6 separate regions of the Mus musculus genome follow, and regions 2, 3, 4, 5 and 6 are each linked to region 1. A link is a contact called in public Hi-C, HiCAR-type, Micro-C and promoter capture Hi-C data. All regions are on one chromosome and are shown on one strand. The core of a region is the stretch at or near the end of the contact, and the rest is flanking DNA. Distances in the headings are between cores, read along the strand shown.

What was found. Promoter capture Hi-C pulls out the DNA fragments that hold promoters and counts their contacts. A called contact is a pair of places that touch in the nucleus more often than the background predicts. HiCAR-type assays count read pairs that join an accessible place to other places.
Region 2: a contact with region 1 is called in a promoter capture Hi-C map of pre-B cells, with 2.9 times the contacts expected there. The contact joins the promoter of E130308A19Rik here to the promoter of Txn1 in region 1. A contact is called at or near these places in 2 of 39 promoter capture datasets (cranial neural crest and pre-B cells), 1 of 115 datasets of contacts at active chromatin or transcription factors (bone marrow-derived dendritic cells) and 1 of 9 other capture datasets (liver).
Region 3: a Hi-C map of the N1E-115 cell line shows a contact between it and region 1, with 7 times the contacts expected there. The contact joins the promoter of Gng10 here to the promoter of Txn1 in region 1. A contact is called at or near these places in 3 of 39 promoter capture datasets (cranial neural crest, embryonic stem cells and frontonasal cranial neural crest), 1 of 484 Hi-C or Micro-C datasets (the N1E-115 cell line) and 2 of 115 datasets of contacts at active chromatin or transcription factors (bone marrow-derived dendritic cells and extraembryonic endoderm stem cells).
Region 4: a contact with region 1 is called in a promoter capture Hi-C map of pre-B cells, with 4 times the contacts expected there. The contact joins the enhancer-like site here to the promoter of Txn1 in region 1. A contact is called at or near these places in 2 of 39 promoter capture datasets (the C10 cell line and pre-B cells), 1 of 484 Hi-C or Micro-C datasets (B cells) and 1 of 115 datasets of contacts at active chromatin or transcription factors (microglia).
Region 5: a HiCAR-type map of astrocytes shows a contact between it and region 1, with 3 times the contacts expected there. The contact joins the promoter of Dnajc25 here to the promoter of Txn1 in region 1. A contact is called at or near these places in 4 of 39 promoter capture datasets (cranial neural crest, liver, neutrophils and 1 more), 2 of 484 Hi-C or Micro-C datasets (erythroblasts and uterus), 6 of 115 datasets of contacts at active chromatin or transcription factors (astrocytes, bone marrow-derived dendritic cells, embryonic forebrain and 3 more) and 2 of 9 other capture datasets (embryonic stem cells and liver).
Region 6: a Micro-C map of embryonic stem cells shows a contact between it and region 1, with 14 times the contacts expected there. The contact joins the promoter of Ugcg here to the promoter of Txn1 in region 1. A contact is called at or near these places in 4 of 39 promoter capture datasets (the C10 cell line, cranial neural crest, hippocampal neurons and 1 more), 2 of 484 Hi-C or Micro-C datasets (embryonic stem cells and rod photoreceptor), 2 of 115 datasets of contacts at active chromatin or transcription factors (embryonic stem cells and large pre-B cells) and 1 of 9 other capture datasets (liver).

Annotation. Positions count from the first base shown.
Region 1 is chr4:57,955,007-57,957,951 of GRCm38.p6, forward strand. It overlaps Txn1 (thioredoxin 1), which reads right to left and starts at 1,405. Exons shown (of 5, transcript NM_011660.3): 1 at 1,181-1,405. The coding sequence starts at 1,204. Gm35344 (a long non-coding RNA gene) reads left to right here and starts at 1,437. Exons shown (of 3, transcript XR_881303.3): 1 at 1,437-2,506.
Region 2 is chr4:59,624,516-59,627,723 of GRCm38.p6, forward strand. E130308A19Rik (RIKEN cDNA E130308A19 gene) reads left to right here and starts at 1,696. Exons shown (of 4, transcript NM_001015681.2): 1 at 1,696-1,976.
Region 3 is chr4:59,033,556-59,036,548 of GRCm38.p6, forward strand. It overlaps Gng10 (guanine nucleotide binding protein (G protein), gamma 10), which reads left to right and starts at 1,601. Exons shown (of 3, transcript NM_025277.3): 1 at 1,601-1,763. The coding sequence starts at 1,683.
Region 4 is chr4:59,817,595-59,820,683 of GRCm38.p6, forward strand. The region is part of intron 1 of Snx30 (sorting nexin family member 30); the gene reads left to right. Among named protein-coding and RNA genes, the nearest start is that of Snx30, 13 kb to the left of the region's middle. Within about 2 kb of position 1,672, at least 109 of the 459 cell types and tissues checked have an H3K27ac peak or open chromatin away from gene starts, as enhancers often do. A contact at or near this core is called in B cells and pre-B cells, where this site is marked.
Region 5 is chr4:59,001,532-59,004,664 of GRCm38.p6, forward strand. It overlaps Dnajc25 (DnaJ heat shock protein family (Hsp40) member C25), which reads left to right and starts at 1,662. Exons shown (of 4, transcript NM_001033165.3): 1 at 1,662-2,026. The coding sequence starts at 1,700.
Region 6 is chr4:59,188,202-59,191,307 of GRCm38.p6, forward strand. Ugcg (UDP-glucose ceramide glucosyltransferase) reads left to right here and starts at 1,349. Exons shown (of 9, transcript NM_011673.3): 1 at 1,349-1,540. The coding sequence starts at 1,443.

The DNA of each region.
Region 1 (2,945 bases), core at 155-2,654:
ATTCAGTTTAACTTCTGATTCTGGGCGACTCCGATCAGAGCCTTGGTAGCAGGCTTTTGGGGCCCAAGCTTTTTCCGAGTAACTGGTTTCCTGGCACCAATGTACACCGCTCCTATTGGAATGGCAAAGGTTCCATAAGTAGGTCAGTTTAAACAGATAAGGATCCAACTGGGTGCTGGGACTAATATGGCTGGTAGTGGGTGAGCCAACTTTTGTACTGAGACCCAACCAGGTGCTCAAAACTGGAGGGCGCGGACCTGTCTTCCACGGATTTCCTAGTTTAAGGGTGAGCCAGTCTTTCACACATCAATTTCCACCCCCAACCTCCTTTCACTTTTCATTTTATAAATATTCCCCGAATAGTTACAGTGTAACAGGCTCTGGGTTTCCCAATCTGGAGGATATTTTGGTTCTCAGTAACTTTCGAATATGGTAACAGTTTTTCCCTTGGGTATTATTTTTCTTTTCCCAAAGGGCAGGACTTTGTACTTGACTACTCCCTGGGGGAGAGCCCTGGTTCCAGCAAAGCCCACTTATGGAGGGTCAATCACTGAAACCTTAAGGTTGCGAGGCCCCGGGGCCAGACTTTGGGGACTGAGTCATTCCAAAGCCAGAGCTGCCGGAAACACGCCCTGCGACGCAGGAGGAGGAGTCTCTCGGGCGCGGCCTGGACCTTTCTCCTTAGTAGTCACCTGGGGTACCGATCCGAGGGTACTTAACTGGGACCCGAGACCCACCCTCATGCACCGACCTGGCCTGTGTCCTCTAGGCGGCAGGTCACTGATGGAGGGAAACTAAGGCCGAGCCCAGCAGTACAACACACCCGCGCGGCGTGTGGCACCGCGTACTCGAGAAGTGGCGGCTCTCCATCTTTTCCTAGAGATCCTAAATCCTGATTCAGTTGGGGCACGGGAAGGGGGGAGTGTCACAGGAGGACCCCGGTCCATCTCTTCACCTCCGCCAGATTTGGGCTGGCGGTAGGGAGTGCAGCTCCGGGGACTCAGGTGCTGCCCACGAGTGCATCTCCCGTACCCGGCGTTCCAGGGTCCCCTCGTCCCCTCCCCCAGGGCATGCTCCACCGCCGAGGGCGCACACAGGCCCTGGGCCGCTAAGCCCGCGGGGACACCGAGAGTGTCCTCTTCAGCACCGCGGGATGTGCGCGGCGCCCGGGCATGCGTACCTTGCTCTCGATCAGCTTCACCATTTTGGCTGTTGCGGGGAGGGAGCCACACGCGTCTCAGCAGAACCAGATGGAAATGGATCCAAGGCGCCCAACGGAGCTTGCAACCGAGTGCGGCGCCCGCCTTCTCTTTATAGAAATAGGGCGGAGCGCAGCAGGGCGGGGCGGACGGGCACGCGCGGCGGGGACGCGCTTCCCGCCTCCCGCGTCCGCCAAGGCGCCTGGGCAGGCCGCGCCTAGACCACGCCCCCAAGAGGTGGGGCGGTTTTCCAGGGGGCGGAGCCAGAGTCGGCTACTAGTGCAGCCTGGGGACTGTCCTAGCGCTGGCCTCACTCCTGGCTTCCCCGCCCCACTCTAAGCTGCCGAACAAGAACCTTAGTTTATAAGGGGCGGAGCTAGCACAGGCTCCTGGAGCAGCTTCGGGTTTTTCCAGGCTCCAGACGCCGCGCGGCAGCTACCCCTAAGAGCCAACTTCCAGCTGCCTCAAGGGCACTTTAACAGCGAACAGCGCCGGGGTAGATCACGGTCCTCTCTCACACCGTAGAGTCCTTCTGTAATCACACTGCCCATGCCCCAAACTAGACCTAAGTCAGATACTTCCAGATTGGGGCTGGGGACAGTCCCTAGGACTGCCCAGGCAGAGGTGTATCCTTAGACTAGGGCGGCCATGCTGCAGTTCGACTCAAAGTGCTGAGTAACGATGACCAGGAAGTGTCTCAGTGCGCGTCCTCGCCAACTTTCTGGGTAGTTCTTTGCCGCTTCTTTCTCCTCTCTCTCTCCTATTCCTTAACTTTAACAGGTGAACCTGCTACTGGGAGAGGCACAGAGCCGTTTAGAGCCCTGTTCTGTGCCCCATGCACATGTAGGCATGATAGAGATCGGATAGTCTAGCTCCCAGCATTGTCTTGAAGGATTTAAGGGCTTGAAAACTGACTGAGGACAGCGTTTGGCCCATAAGGAAGCACTCAATGAATTATTCTAATTATAGTCATCGCGAGCGCTAATTAAGCTTGCGTGGTGCCTTGTGGGGCCTTGCTGAGTTTGGCTGCCTTGTATTTACAATGACAGTATAGGCTTTGAGGAGATTTTTCCGCCTTGGGAGAGGACGCCAGGAAGAGTCTTCTTCAATGATAACTGAGGTGATGTTCAGGAGGACAGGGCATGGTGGAAGAAGCTAAGATTCTTAAGGTGGCTTTGTGCAGCCCCAAGAGTGCCGCTGTATGTTCTGGTGAAGCAGCTGAGGTGGAGACTGGACAGAGCCAGCATCCTGGGAGGAACTCACCAAGCCTGCATTTGGAGAGCCGATCTAGATAAATCTACATCGAGGTGAAGCACGGGAGGCTAATGAAACTGTGTCTCAGCCACCCTACCCCTACCCACTGGCTTCCCTTGTTCAAAACATTTAAAATACCAGAACCAGTTGTGCGATGTTTTTGAAGGGCTGAGGAATTCAAGTAATGAGTGAGGATGTAGACAAGAGGGAGTGTTCTGAACATAGCCCTAGACTGCGGGTGGATGCTGCCCCAAAGGCAGTAGCCTTCCCTTTAGGACAGCTGAGGCAGAGAGGAACCCCAGGCAGATGAGCAGAATCTATTAATTCTCTTTGCAGCTGTCGGGTCTTTTCAGTCCAGCTACATTCCAGGTTTCTGGCTTTTTGGTAGTCAAACACTGACCTGTAGAACTTGGAAGGGTTCCTCCCTTAGCTGGCACCTCTCCACAGACCCTCAGATGTCCACTGATTCTGCTAGGAAGGCATGACTCCCTG
Region 2 (3,208 bases), core at 446-2,945, 1.7 Mb after region 1:
GAAGCAGTGGATGACTCTGAGCTCCAATAACAAACTATGTTCTCAAGATTTCTTAGTTTCTCTAAGCCTCAGTTTCTGAAAACTAAAACTACAACCATCTTATGAACTGCAATATCACTTCTCAGTAGGTACCTGAAAATGTGAGGCTGGAGAGATGGCTCAGTAGTTGCTCTTCCAGAGGACCTGGGTTTGATTCCCAACACCCGGGAGGGAGCTCACACCCATCTGGAATTACAGTTCCAGGACATTTGACACCCTCTACTGGCCTGGGAAGGCACCGAGGGCATCTCTGGCACAGAGATATCCATGCAAGCAGAACAACCCCCACACACATAAAAAAAATTACATTTTGTATCAAATTTTCTATAGAATAGTAATGTTAGTAGCACCAGTTTTGTAGCGTTCCTAGGACTAACTGAATTAACAACTTACTAAGTGCTTGGCACAGACATATCTGGGAGGTGCTATGAAAGGGGTTTTTAAACACACAGCCTTGTCTCAGTGGTGCCATGCTGTGTAGGTAGCTTTTAGTGCCTTGTGTATCAGAGCACCTCTGAGAGTTTTAGCTGTTACAACGGCCCCACTCCTGGGGTGGGATGAATGTGTAGATGCCAAAGTACAGCTCTGAGCTCAGTGAGTCTACTCTTGAGCCAAATACAAATGATGGCCAGCAACATGGATTCAGATTACCCTGGAAGACATGCTCCACTGTGGAAGTAGTTACATTAGCTTTTATTATTATTATTATTATTATTTACAGAAAAAAGGAAGTCATAAAATCAAGGCAATTACCAAATGGCAAGGCCTGCAGGTTGGTGGATTACAGCAAAGTGGGCCAAATTTACAAGTTTCAGGTACTGATGAGATTTGTAGCTTTTGAATCAGTGGAAGCTAGAGGTCAGCTGACAATACATTTCTTCCTTCTTTTTACTATTACTACTACTATTATTATTAGTGGTCGTTTTGCCAGCATGTACGTCTGCACCGCTCTGTCGTACCGCGGGGACTGAACTCCAGACTGTTGTGAGATACTGCCGGGAATCAACTTGGTGTTCTGGAAGAGCAGCCAGTGCTCTTAACCACTTTTTTAGCCACTGCTAAAAAAGACATATTAAAGAGTTTCCTAAGGTCATGAGGGTATTAAGTTTGATGGGTAGGCAATAAATAAATTATTAAGGCGTGTAGAATCTTTAACACCTTGCACTATTCTTTATTTTTTTCCCTGGGAACTCCAGTTTATTAGATGTGTGTGTGGATGCGATGCGGTGGGACATTAGGACACTATGGAGTAAGTACACTGCGGGTCCCAGGCCACCCGGCACAACTCTGTCTGAGGTGTCACACACCTCTAACGCGATCAAGCTCTGCTTACTTCAAGTGTTTAGGCTGAAGTGCGCGGAGGCCAGGACAGCGGACACGCGTGGAAAGTGGCACAGACCGTGCGTGGGTTCTGTACCTGTCGGAGCGACGGGGGCCGAGCTCGGCCGGCTCCGGGCTGCTCGCGTCGCTGACAGGAGCTTGGCCCGCGCCCCCTCAGGGCAGCGAGCGCCGCGGGTCGAGCGCCTTCCGCGGGCGTCGCTACACACTTCCTGTAGGTCCCGCCGCCTGAGGAGCGCTTCCGGTGCCGGCTGAAGCTGGGGTCCGAGCCCCCGCCCCGCCCCTCTCCGGCCCCGCCCCGCGCGGCCCCGCCCCCGCGCTCCAAGCCGGGCGCGCGGAGCCCGGGGCGCACGGAGCGGCGCGCGCCGGTGGCCGAGCCAGGCTGGCGCCTGCGCCCCCCCCTCTCATCGCACCACCGCCGTCACCCGCCGCGCAGCCCGTGGGGCGCCCTTCCCGGTTCACCGACTCCGGCCCCGGGGCCTCCGGCTGTGGTGCTGCCGCCCTCCGTCCCGCCGTCCCTCCCCGTCCAGCTCGGGCCGCCGGGCTCCCGCAGGCCCCACCGCCCGCGTTCCTATGGACAGACGCACAGACACCTGCAGGTGGGTGAGAGCCCGCGCGGGGCTGGGGAGCACGCGGGCGCGGGGCCTCTTTGTGTGTGGGCGGCCGCGCCGTGACCCTCAGAACCTTCCTTTTGTCTGCTCCGGGCCAGCGAGGCGGGAGGGCGCTAGGGGCGGAGGGGTCTGCGGGCGCAGAGCGGGGCGCGCACCGGTTCGCGGCCGGCGGCGTCTTGGCGGGGACTGTCGGTGCGCCGGCGTCCCCCGAGCTGGGCAGGAGGGCGGGACGGAGGAGGAACGGTCTGCCTAGCTAGTTGCAGAGTCTGAGACACCTCGGGGCTCTGCCGGACTAGCTTGGTTGTCCGGAGGTACCGGGAGGTGCGTGTGGGGCGTGTAAAGGAACGTGCGGCGCTTTGCTCCCTTATTTATTGTTTCTAACGGAGGAGGGCTTTCTCCCAAAAGCTCCCCCCAATCTGAGGCTGCGCACAGTGATTTGGGTTTGTTATCAAATAGATCAAGAAACCTAGTGTCCTGGAGAGAGGAGGTTGAGCTGACCAGCAACAAACACATCAGATGAAACAAACAAACAAACAAACAGACAAACAAAAAATGTTTGTGGTTTTCTTACGGCTGACTTTAATTTAAAATGTTAAAGGTCAGGCAGTGACTTAAATGGAGAAAATCGAACATGGCTGATTTTTTTTTTTTTTAATATTTTTAAAGAAATTGTTTTGAAGTTGTGGAGTAAAGTTTTTTCTTGTGGTCCTTAGGATTATCACCGATAGAGTAGTCTACCTACTAAACAGTTAATTGGAGTGTCATGTAGTGACAGCTTTTATGGTAGGGCTTGCATTAGAGAGTAAAACAATGATAGTCTTTCCATGCAGGCTAAAACCTTTGTTTTCCGTTTTAAGATAGGAGATTTTTTTTTTTTTCATAGCATATGAAGAGAACGTGATGTTAGAAGTGATTTTTCCCAGCGGTATTTCCTTATTTTACATGATACATTTATTCCTTACATGCGTACAAACCAAGGGTAGGGTTGTTGTACGTTAGATATAGTGTTTTGAAAGGTGGAAGGTAGTAGCTCTGTTTTTTCTTATTTGATTAGCTGGCTTACTTCGTGAACAGTTGCTATGTGTTCATAAATGATCAAATAATAAATGAAGTACATTAAGCATTCATAAAATTCATTTCACAGACTCACGTTTCTATGTAGGTATTGGGTTATGCACTATGTTAATCTGTTTGTTCCTCACTTTTAGAAACTTTATTTT
Region 3 (2,993 bases), core at 351-2,850, 1.1 Mb after region 1:
CAGAAGGAGAAGCTGACCCTCAGATGACCCCGGAAGGAACTCCAGAGTTGGAATGGTAAATCCGACTGCCTAAATCTGAGGGGGTTGAGGGTGGGGGAAAATCTCACTGAATGGAGACTGGCTGTGGGTATGGGTTTTGGGTTTTTTTTTTTTTTTTTTGGTTGTTTGGTTTTTTTGTTTGTTTGTTTGTTTGTTTGTTTTGGTTTGGTTTTTTTTTTTTGTTTTTTTTGGGAGGGGGGTGTTTTCGAGACAGGGTTTCTCTCTATAGTCCTGGCTGTCCTGGAGCTTACTCTGTAGACCAGGCTGGCCTCAAACTCAGAAATCCGCCTGCCTCTGCCTCCCAAGTGCTGGGATTATAGGCGTGGGCCACCACGCCCGGCTGTGGGTGTGTTTTGTGGGTGACTTTGCCCTGGATGGTTCTTAAGTCCAGAGAAAACTCAGCAGATTGGAAATTGGGTACTTCAACAGCAAATCCTTTTTAAGTAGCAATTGGTTTAAGGGAAGGCTGGTATTCAATACAAGCCAGGGAGAACCCATTTGAGATTCTAATTCCTCTCCCATATGTTTAGACAGGGCTAAAAGAAAGCATGGATTTTTTTCCCCCCACAGCACTACTGAGTCTATCCACCTTGAAGATGAGGCCAACCCTCAGAGTTGAATCAGGAGATGAGAATTTGAGCCTTGAAACTATTCCTAATTTTTAAAAATTATTATTCTTTAATTTTTTTTTTTTACAGTCCAGTTGTTATCCTCTTCTTGGTCTGCTTTCTGACTGTTCCTCATTCCATTTCTCTCCCTACCCCACCCCTACCCCTCCCCTCCATTTCCAAGAGGATGTCCCCACCCCACTACCACTACCCCACCAGATCTCCCCACTCCCTGGGGCCTCAAGGCTCTCAAGGGTTAGGCGCGTCTTCTCCCACTGAGGTCAGACCAGGCAGTGCTCTGCTATACCTGTGTATGCTGTGTGGCTGGCAGGTGGCCCAATGTCTGAGAGAGATCTCGGGGGTCCAGGTCAGTTGAGATTGCTGGTCTTCCGATGAGGTCAGCTTCCTCCAGTCCCTCCCCAATTCAACCGGGACGCCCGTGGTTGGATTGGGGAGGGGCCTTGAAGCTTTTTTAAAGTAATTAAACCAATGCTTTAAAGTCTTTGGGCTTTGAAGTTTAGCAAGCTCATCCATATTGCCTTTATGCACTACCCAGCTTATGCACTACCCAGTGCAGACAGATACGGTGGTGTATAAGATGGCGATATAGTTATTACATAGTAAGTGTAAAAAAAAAACAAAAGGAAACAAGAAAACTAAAAAACCTCAAGTTTTAACGTAATGGTCTCAGTTTTGTAAAACCAATGTGCACACTTAAAAAACTCGGGAGAAGACTGGAAACAATGGCCATAGATAGTGGGTGAGAGGGCTGGTGTAATTTCATTCCATATCAGACCAACGAGCAGGATATCCTTGAAGGTTTGACTAGCTCTTCGGTGAAGTCCTAGTGTCCTTCCCTTCGCAGCGCAGGCGCCACCTAGGTTTGTTCCGAGGCACCGGCGACCGGGGCCGGGCAGCTCGCGACCCCAGCGCGGGGACAGCGGGGCGGGCGCGGCGGCTACCCCGCCCCGGGGCGGCACCCCGCTCGGCGGTCGTTCCTCCCAGCCGAACCAGCCTCGCGCAGCCTTAGCCGCCATGTCTTCCGGGGCCAGCGTGAGCGCCCTGCAGCGCCTGGTGGAGCAGCTGAAGCTGGAGGCTGGCGTGGAGAGGATCAAGGTGAGCGTTCGTCCAGCCGGACCCCAGCGCCAGCCCCACGGGCGACCGAGCGGCCCGCAGGAGACCGCGGCCTGGCGGGAGTGGGAGCTACCGGGCCGGGCGCGCACCGGGGCCTCGGGTGCTCGCGAGCCGCGCGTGGATGCGGGGTGGTTTCAGGCCGAATCCCGGGTGCTTCTGGCGACACAGCCTGTCCCAGGGACCAGGTCCGATGGCTCCGTGGGCGTGTCTACAACAGGCTGGCGACACGCTGGCGACCTGGACTCTGCCCACCCGGCTGCGGGAGGATGATGCTTAGAGATGGGGAGGGAGGCCACCGAATGAACAGATGCGAGCGAGATGGATGCTGGAGAAGGATGCTCTGCCTTCCTCTGCTGCCCCATGGGGGATCCTTGAGAGTTGAGGAAGTGAGTTCCGTTTTGGATCTGTGGATTTTACAGAGGTATCCAGGAGAGATTTCGTTGTGTGGACAGACGGCCACAGAAAAAGGCCGAAAGAGGTCATTAAAATATATGAGCGTGAAATAGACAAAGAGCGGAACTTGTAGCGTGCTGCCAGGGACAGTTCAAAGGAGGAAGGTGAGTTGGATTGTCAGGAGAGGGGTGGGGAGGCTAGAGAGATGGCTCAGCTCACTGACTGCTGTTCTGGACGACTCCGGTTCAATTCCCAGCACACACCCAAGGTTGCTCACAACCGTCTGTAACGTCAGTTTCAGGGGACCCGATGTCTTCCTCTGGCTTCCTCAGGCACCAGGCATGCACAAGGTGTGCACAAACATGCAGGCAAAACACCCGCGAGATAAAATTAAAATGAAGGCCCGCAAACACAGCCAAGGATTTACTCTGTTGGCTGAATGTGTGATTGGCAGCTAGTGTGATTCCAAGTGTGTGGGTAGGTATGGACACACCATCATGCTAGTCAGTTCCCTCTGTTTTAGCCCTCGACCTGGTGCTACTCCAGGGAATAGGGAACTCGGGTGGATACGGTAAACTAATACACAAAATTATTTCAGACAACCAGGGACAAGAGGCGCGCAGTACAGAGATGTGCCAGTAAGGTGTAGGGGAAGCCCGACAGGTTAAAAATAAAAAAGTTTTAAAGAAATAACTTCCTTTTTTTCTTCGAAAATAAAAAGGGTTTTGGGTTGATAGGAAAGATTTTTTTTATTTTGTCAAGGAAAATGGAGGCAAGGTGACTGTAGAAGAAACAAGGGTTTGGGGTGACATCTTCGGG
Region 4 (3,089 bases), core at 422-2,921, 1.9 Mb after region 1:
CGGTCAGCTGCAGGGGCGTGCGAGGGCTACTGTGGAAACAGACACCCAGCACCTGTGAGCTACGCCTGTGATGATGCTCCAGCTGCCTCTGTTCTCTAAGACTTTGGGGAAAGGTGTGAACAAAGAACCAAGGTAACAGTGAAACAGGGCAGCTGCTGAGCTGGGCCTCATTACATAAAGCAGATGGGGCTGAGGCTGTCGTTCAGTGTAGAACGCTTGTCTAACATGCAGGAAGCCATGGGTTCAAGCCCCCAGCACCCCATAAACCATGTGTGGTGACATACCCCTGTAATCCAAGCACTCTGGAGGTAGAGTCAGGCAGATTAGAAGTTAAAGGCAGCCTCAGATATATAGTTTGAGGCCAGCCTGGGTTACATGATACCTTGTCACAGATAAGCAATAATACATAAATAGAGGCGGGTAGAGATGTTGGAGCTGCAGCTCAGGGCCCAGCAGCTCATGGTAGGCCCTAGGTTTTCTCCCTGGTACCACAAAGGGGGACACAAATGAAAGGAGGGGAGGGACATGAGGTTGAGAAGCAGCATCCGTCACTGCTAACTCAGATGGAAGGCAGGAGAGTAGGGCAGACCACGTGGTGGGTGTCTGTGGAGTCAGTGGAGGTCAGCAAAGCCACCACAGGACACAGGAAGGTGGTGACACCTACGAGACACCATGTGTTTCTGCTGGGCCTGCCCTCCTCGATGAGGCCTGGGTCACAAAGCCCAATTTTCTCTTTTCTGTCTCCTTTCAGACGCTGGCCAGAAGCTAAGTATGCTTTTGCGATACCTTGGGCGTCTTAGTTTCCCTCGGGCACCCTCCCCACCGTGTGTCAGACCTCCAGGCTGAGTAAATGGAGTGGCTTTTTTCTTTTTTTTTTTTCTCTGCTCCTTTCTCCTCCTCCTCTCAACAGCTCCGCTGAGTCTCACAGCTTGTCTGTTCGGGAGGTTTTTCTTTTAAAATTGTAATACAATTGTGTGGAGCTTAAAAAAAAAAAAGGAAACGAAGCAAATAGTATGGAGATTTCTAAAGAATTAAAAGATGGAGTTAGCTGGTGACTCAGAGAGCCCTCCTCTTCCGACACATTCCATGCAAAGCAAAGGCAACCACCTCCTCCTAGAATGCCTGGACTCCGGCTACAGAGATGGCTCAGCAGTTAGGAGTTTGCTGCTCTTGCAGAAGACCCAGGGTTGGTTCCGAGCACCCACACGGCGGCTCACAACTGTCTGTAATTTCAGTTCCAGGAATCTGACACCCTCTTTTGGCCTTCAAGTGCACAGTTTGCACTTGAGGCATGTTCGTTCGTGCAGAGAAACACTTGGAGACTGAGTTAGTCTCAGTCTGGTCTACATAGTGAATTCCAGGCCAGCCGGGGCTATAAAGTGAAACCTGTCTAAAAATCAAGAACATTTCAGAAGTGAAACAGGTACTGCTCAACTCTACAGGGAGAGTGTGTGACTGAGCAGTCTTTCTGAGCATAGCTGGACCTTTGTCTCATACTGGCGGCCTCTACAAGGGAAGGGGTGAAGCTATCATTAGCCACTGGCTGAAGGCTGTTTGGGTGGTGAGTTTAGGCATTAATTAACAGTATTTTTCAAACTGCCTAGAGGGGAGACAGAGCAGGTTGAGCTGGGGAAACAGCCAGGCTGAGAAACGCAGGTGCTGGGTTGGTAGTTAGACCAGAGGGTGCCAAAGTGGTCAGCACGTGGGTGTGCTGTCGGGTACTGGCAGCACCTGCTATCCTTACCGTGAAGTTTATGCACAGGGAGTAACTAAGAGGATGTGCCTCTGCCAAAGGAGCGAGTTTTTGACTCAGGATGAAGTAGGTGATTTCCTAACGGACAGAAATAAGAAACTCAGCCCCCCACCCCCACCCCCAGAGCCCAAAATGTAAATGTGCAGGCACTAAGTGTCAATTGGTGAAGTGCCATGGAGAGGCCAGTGGGTGATGCGGCAGACCATTGGAGGAAGCTGTTGGGAGGCCAGCCAAGTGCTAAGGAACAGGAGGAGCGGGGCTGGTTTGTGGTTTTTAAGTCCTGTTGATCAAGCCCCTAGAGCTGGGAGCAGATGGTTGGTGGTGGAGGTGGGGGTGAGTGTGTGTGTGTGTGGTGCAGTTCCACGGGGCTCCTCTCACTGGACTCTGAGTGTGCCTTTTATTTGCTAATAATAGGAGTACAGCTCCTGTTAAGTCAAGCAGAAGGGGAGGGGGTGGGTGAGCCTCTTGACAGTCACAGCTGGAACCTCTGAATGCCACTGACGACGGGTCTCACCATCTCAGACGTGGGAACGTGGCAGCCTTTGCACCCCACACGTTTTACAGCCAGAGTGAATTGGGACCTGCCAACGCTGCCTGGCTTGGGTCATGTGCGGCAAGTGGGCCCTGAGAGTGAGAGGGACACTGATTGGCTTAACTTGGGTCAATCGTCTGCGGCTGCGGAGGAGTTTAATAGCTGGGTCTAGAAGTTGGATGGATTGTAAAGGATCACAGTGAGGGCATCTGCCAGCAGCGTGGGTGACTAGTGGGATGCTGATGGCAGAATTTGATGAGACATATAGGTCAGAAATAAAAGTATAGGCTTTCTAAGGCACATGATTTTTAAGGAACTATATATTCTCATGCTATAGAATTCAGCTGTGTGTGTGTGTGTGTGTGTGTGTATGTATGTGTGTGTCTATGTATGTATGTATGTATTGAGACAGGATCTCACTATGTAGACCAGGTTATCCTCAAATTCCCGTGAGTACTGAAATTAAAGGCTTACACCATCATGCCCAACATTTTTAAAAAAGATTTACTTATATTTAAATGTATATGATTGTGTCTGTGTTGGGGTATGAGCACGTTCATGCATGTGCCCATGAAGACCAGAAGAGGGCACTGAGTGCCCTGGAGCTGGAGTTACCGTGGTTGTGAGACATCAACAGTGCTGAACCCAGGTCTTCTGAAAGACCTGGATGTGCTCTTAGCCGCAGAGCCGTCTCTCCAGGTCTATGATTTACTTGTTTTTAGGTAGAGTTTTGCATGTTGCCCAGGCTTTTCTTGAATTTTTAGGCCCAAGTGATCCTGTTGCTTCAGCTCTTCTGGTATTTGG
Region 5 (3,133 bases), core at 412-2,911, 1.0 Mb after region 1:
GAAGGCATTGAGTCTTGCTTAGAGTTTCACAGGTTTAGTTCTCTCTCTCTCTCTCTCTCTCTCTCTCTCTCTCTCTCTCCCCCCCCCGTGTGTGTGTGTGTGTGTGTGTGTGTGTATGTGTGTGTGTGTGTGTGTGTGTGTGTGTGTGTGTGTGTATGAGAGAGAGAGAGTGGGGGTGAGGGGGAGCAGATGTGGGCTTTTGAAAAACTCAAAAGCCTACCTCCAACAAGACCATCTCTCTCAAGTCTTACCAAGAATCCCCTCACTCCCTGGCTACTAAGCATTCAAGTATCGGAGCCTGTGGCAACCATTCTTATTCAAACCACCACAGTGTGAGTACTCGTCAAACCTGCAAATGTGACTATTAATAGAAACTCCCCGTCTTGAAAGAGGTATTGGTATTTTGGCTCACTTTGAATTTATTTGAAATGAAATAATTGAGGTTTATAGAGGCTAAAGTCCATGTTGATACTAGAAAAATTTAATTGTATTCTTCCTGAATATCTAACATTGTCTATCAAATCTTCACTTGGTGTACAGACCAATCCCAATGGATAGATCCCTATCTATTAGTTGTTAGCCAGTTGCCATCATAGACCTGGGAAACTATAAAGTCAGTCATGTGGGATATACTGGTCATTCATTATCAACCCGACTGGATTTAGAATCACCATGGAAACACATCTCTGAGTGTGTGTGAGGCTGTTTTCCAGAAGGGTGTAACTGAGGTAAGAACAACATGGACACATCACCATCATACATAGTGAGGCATTGGATCAAATAAAAAGGAGAAAATAAATTTGGCACCCTTTTCATTCCTTTATTCTAATTTCAGATAATGTGTAACTAGCAACTTTGTTGCCAGGCCTTCTGGACTGTGGGGGCCGTATTCCCTAGAACCCTAAACCCAAATAAATCCTTCATCTTTGATGTTGCTGCTTGCAGGTATTTGGTCACAGCAACAAATAAATTACACATTTAAAAACTGTGGTTTATCTGAAATTTAAACTTAATGGAGCACGTCCTCTCCCCACTCCACCTCCTGATTTCCCTGGAGGCATTTGCAAGATCTTAAGCTGTATTTTGATTGTCACAATTAGGGATAATGGTGTTACAGGCACTTTTGTGGACCGTATGGGGGTACTACTAAACGTTTTACATCCTCCGGGCAAATAATTGTTTGCTCTAAAATATAAATAAGCAGAGAAACAGAGAACAAAAAGGCCACGGTCTTTCAGGGCTCCTGGGAGAGAGACAGTGCAATTGTCTAAGTTCATCTTCAGTTTGGGTTAGAGGGGGGGCAATGTCCAGGCCTGGAGACAGGATGCCAGTGCCCAGAGTTCCTACGGCAGCGGATGAAGTAGCGAGGTCGAGAAGGTGGCGTGTGGCTAGTCCTGCGTGTGGACTGTGCCGCACTAGGCGGCTAGGAGCGCTTCAGACAGACAGACACCTACCCCTGCCTCAGAAAAGACCGCTGAGCTACTAAGACTACCAGGCTCCACAACACACAGAAGCCGCCCGAGGCTAAGGCGTCCTTCTCTCCTAGCAACGCGCGGGGACGGAAGTGGCTGCGGCGCCACGCCCCCTGCGCCTGCGCACAGGCGCGGCCTGCTGACGTGGACCGGGCTGCGGGGCCGAGCCCGGCGCCGAGGAGAGCAGCCGCGGCCGCTGTGCTGGCAGAGCGGCGAGCGAGGCGGGGATGGCGGCGCGGCTCGCTTTGCGCGGGGGACCCGGGGCTGCCGGCCAGCGCCCATGGCTGCTGCTGGCGCCGCTGCTGCTGGTCCCGCTGCTGGCGCGGCCCGCCGAGGCCCTGGTGGAAGGGCTGTACTGCGGCACGCGCGACTGCTACGAGGTGCTGGGCGTGAGCCGCTCGGCCAGCAAGGCGGAGATCGCGCGGGCCTACCGTCAGCTGGCCCGGCGCTACCACCCAGATCGCTACCGGCCCGAGCCCGGGGACGGCCCCGGGGGCGCGCCGCCGAGCGCCGAGGCTTTCCTGCTAGTGGCGACCGCCTACGAGACGCTCAAGGTGAGGCTCGCGGGCGCTGATGGGTGGCTGGGGATTTGGGTCTCCTAGCCGGGTGATCAGGTCCTCTACGACCCCAGCACACTGCTGCCGCCTGGACTTTTAGGAGGTCCACGTTTCCCACGTGGCCGTGGAATGAGCCACCTTGGCCCGCTAGCCAGCATGGCCACCTCCTCGAGGACAGTTTTGGAGGACAGCCAGTTCTGTTTTTGGACAGTTGTTATGCAAAGCTTTGCACTTATTTTATTTTTGGTGTAAAAAGCATTCTGGTTACTTGAGGTGCATGCTCGGAAAGCAGGGTGATTGTCAGTGCTAGGATCTGAGATAGGACATAGAACAGAAAAGTCTGAAATACTGAGTATTAACAACTGATCATGCCAATTTGATAGGACAGAAGTTTGGCCTCTGGGATAATGTCAATAATGACATTTATCTAGAAGCGCGCGCACACACACACACACACACACACACACAAACAGCGAACTATCAGTCCGAAAACTGGACTGTGACTTTTGGCTCTGACAACTCCTGAGTGACCTTGGATAGTTGTTTCTGACTTGGGGCAGAAGATTGAGAATTCCTAGTAGGAAAATAATTTTTGGACGTGTGTAGTGATCTGACAAAGGCTTTATTGCCTGCTGTGCATGTAGGAGGATTTAGCTTGACCCCCTTTTCTTTGATTACTGCAGTATATGTAAAAAAAAAAATCACCTGTTATGTCATGCTTGAGGGAGGTATTTCTGTTTCAAGAGCCCCATCGGAAGACTGCAGCGTCAGTCATAGCCGTGTTTCCATCATAGCTGTGTCTCTTTCCTAGGTTTTTGTTGTTGTTGTTGTTTTGTTTTCCAGCCTTCTTGTAATGACTACTTTGGATAGCTGTATTACCATTAATGGTGGATTAGTCCTCCAGATTAGCTTTACAGAGTTGGCAATTCGGAGTCAAATTCCCTTTCTTTCAGGCTTAGAGCAGTTTGATGTTTGGAGCTATTAAGACTGTACTTCACTGACTAAATTCTCACCAGCTAGTGAGAGTACAGTTTTTGTTGGCACTCAGTTGAGGTATGGGCGAGCAGTTAGAAAGAAATTTGAAGGCTTAGTCCCCATTATTAG
Region 6 (3,106 bases), core at 99-2,598, 1.2 Mb after region 1:
TCGAGACAGAGTTTCTCTGTGTAGCCCTGGCTGTCCTGGAACTCTGTAGACCAGGCTGGCCTCGAACTCAGAAATCTGCCTGTCTCTGCTTCCCAAGTGCTGGGATTAAAGGTGTATGTCACCACTGCCCGTCATTTTTGGATTATTTTTTAAAAGTAACTTGAATAATAAACAGTTTAAACACAGAACAATTGTAAACAATATAGATGTATCCAGGCTGAAGAAACAAATGGAAACATTTACTACTAGCTTCTCCCAGTTGCGACTTAAAGTTAGAATACTCTTGTTTTTCCACCACAGGGATTCATTGAATTTGCCCAGCCTGGCCTGGAACCTGTGTGTTCAAGTTCAGGTAATTCTCCTGCTTCAGTCCCAGAAGTAACTGGGCTACATACAGGCTTCTCACACAGCCTAGCCTTCATTTCCCCATTTTCAGTATCGTGCACATGCATAATTAAACGTTTTAGTAATAGCAACATTTAACAGCTTTTTAAAAATGGAGTAACGTAATTTAACCCAGTATGACTAAAATCTATCATCCCAGCAAATAATACAAGATTTATGAATGAGATGGTTTGTCAGCGGTGTACTGGCAACACTTAACAGCCTAGCACTGCTCGAACTAGCTACATTTCCATAACTCTCTTGGCTACATCTTAGCCAAATTACACTCAGCTGCCCTAGAGAACGCACAATCTTGCGCGAATTCAGCATCAAGCGATTCTTCCAATTCTGAGTTTGGGGATTCCTTAAATAACACAGTCTCTTGGCTCCTCCGGATTTGGCCAAGATAAAGTGTAGAGGCGGCGCGTGCTGCTTAGAGACAGTGCAGGGGGGGGGGGGACCGCGGGCGCGGGCGGCGGCAGCGGTTGGTAGCTGCCGGGCGGCGAGCACGCGGGGGCAGCTCCACCCGTGGGCGCGCGGGCCGGCACCGAGGCGCGAGGGCGCCGCCCCGGGGGCGGGGGCACGGGCACCGGGCTCCAGAGGGCGGGGCAGGGCGGACCGCATCGTGCCGGGATTCGGACGCCGGCAGAGAGCACGGACCAGAACGCAGAGCCGCGGCGAGCGAAAGGGACGACGGCGACGGCGGCGGCGGCGGCGGCGGCGGCGGCGGCGGCAGCGGCAGCCCAAGGGTCTGGACCACGGGAGCCCGAGCGCGCGGCAACGGCCGCCTAGAGCGCGCAGCGCGGTCAGCCTGCGCTCGCAGCACACCAGCGCGCGCACGCTAAGGGGTGCGCGGTGCCGAGCGCGCGCCGAGTGGCCGGGGGCGCGCAGGCCCTGCCCGCCCCTTCCGTCCTCACGCCCGCCGCCCCGCCGGCCCTTCCTCTCCCACCTTCCACTCGCGGCCCGCGCCCCGCACCCGGCGGCCCCCGCGTCCTCCTCCCGCGGCAGCGCTGTCCGCGGCGGCCGGAGCGGGCCGGGCCGGGCCAGCGGGCCGGGGGATGGCGCTGCTGGACCTGGCCCAGGAGGGAATGGCCTTGTTCGGCTTCGTGCTCTTCGTGGTGCTGTGGCTGATGCATTTCATGTCCATCATCTACACGTGAGTTGGAGGGTCGGGGCCTCGGGGACGAGCTGGACTGGCAGGCGTGTGTGCGGTGGAGGGTAGCGTTTTGCGGGGATAGAGAAAGCTGATCCCCAAACGGCCCCCTAAATCGGTCTCCTTGGGGCGGTGCGACGCGGGGTCCTGGAAAGGGAATCGCGCTGGAGTCGCGACCCGACTCCTGGGTTGCAGGCGACTACCGAGCTCTAGGAGAGGAGCCTGCTTCTCTGTCTGGTGGAGGGTTGTCTACTTGGTTTGATTGTGTAGGAGATTCGTGTGATTTTTCTTCCCATCTGGGCGAGGATGTATGGTGTATTGTGAGGTTTTCCGCTCCCTCCGCGCCGGCCACGTCTCTATTATGGAGATGGTCCTTTACACTCTTCCGGGAGCTGATCACCACCACCCCAGGCTTCCCAGTGGATTACCTCCTTCCTAGAAGAGCTATGTGTTTAGCTAGGTGTGTAGCACCTGCCCGCCTTGAAGAAGGTCCGTCTCCGAGCCAGTGTTATAAAGCATCGAGTCCTGTCAGCGTGGCATTTCAGTATCATGTCTTTATTTATCTTTTTTCCAAGTCTTTATGTATTGGCTTGTTTGGAGTTACATCCTTAATCTGTTTTCCACACACATCTCTTCATTTGGCAGGTACCTCCTAAGGCCTACTAGATACCACCTGGAGTTGGGCTGGGGACATAGGTGAGAAAGCAGGACAAAACTCCTGCCCTCATGAAGCTTACATTCTAGAAGGATGAAACATGATAAAAATCTAAATAAGGTTATTCCCTATAAAGCTCATGACTAAAACAGAACAGAGTGAAGGGGCGGAGAGAGACATGACATAGGTGGCTGAGTTTTGATCCATCAATGAAATGTCTTTAAAATGAAGCCTGTTTAAATGTGTAGAGATGAACTCACTTGGCATTTTAGCCTGAAAGAGGAGGGAGGAAATTTATTTTTATTTATTTATTTATTTATTTTAAACTACCAGATAGGGATAGGCTAGAATAGGCTGTATGTTAATGAAAAACAGGGAAGGACGTTAGGCAGTTACTTTTTTTTTCCACTATAGAAAACATGTGCTTTTCTCCGATTGGTGTGCCATTTCCTGACGCCGAGAAAGACAACACCTGTATAAGATAAGCAGACAGGGTTTTGTGGGGTTTTTTTTGAAAGTGAAAGAAAACATACCCCGTTTGGAATTTAGAAATGTAAGCAGTATTCATTTTAACTACATGGGCTCTTTAAAAAGCAATAGTTATTTTATCAGGAATTTAGACAGTACAGAAAGGAATAAAGAAGATAGTTATAACATACTAAAACGTTACCTTGTTAACCATTTTTGCCTACCTTCCCAATTAGGTATATATATATCAGGCAGAAGAGGAGAGAGGAGATTGTACCATGTCATGACTGTTGTTCCATGGCCTGCTTTAAAATCTCCCCTACTGACTAAATGGTGTTTGATAAGCAGTACAGGGCACTGTTCTAGGTGCTAGAAGTTAAGCATGAAGAACCAAACACCCCAAGGCTGTTGCTTGTCGGGAGCTGCCTGCAAAGCAACCTGACTAT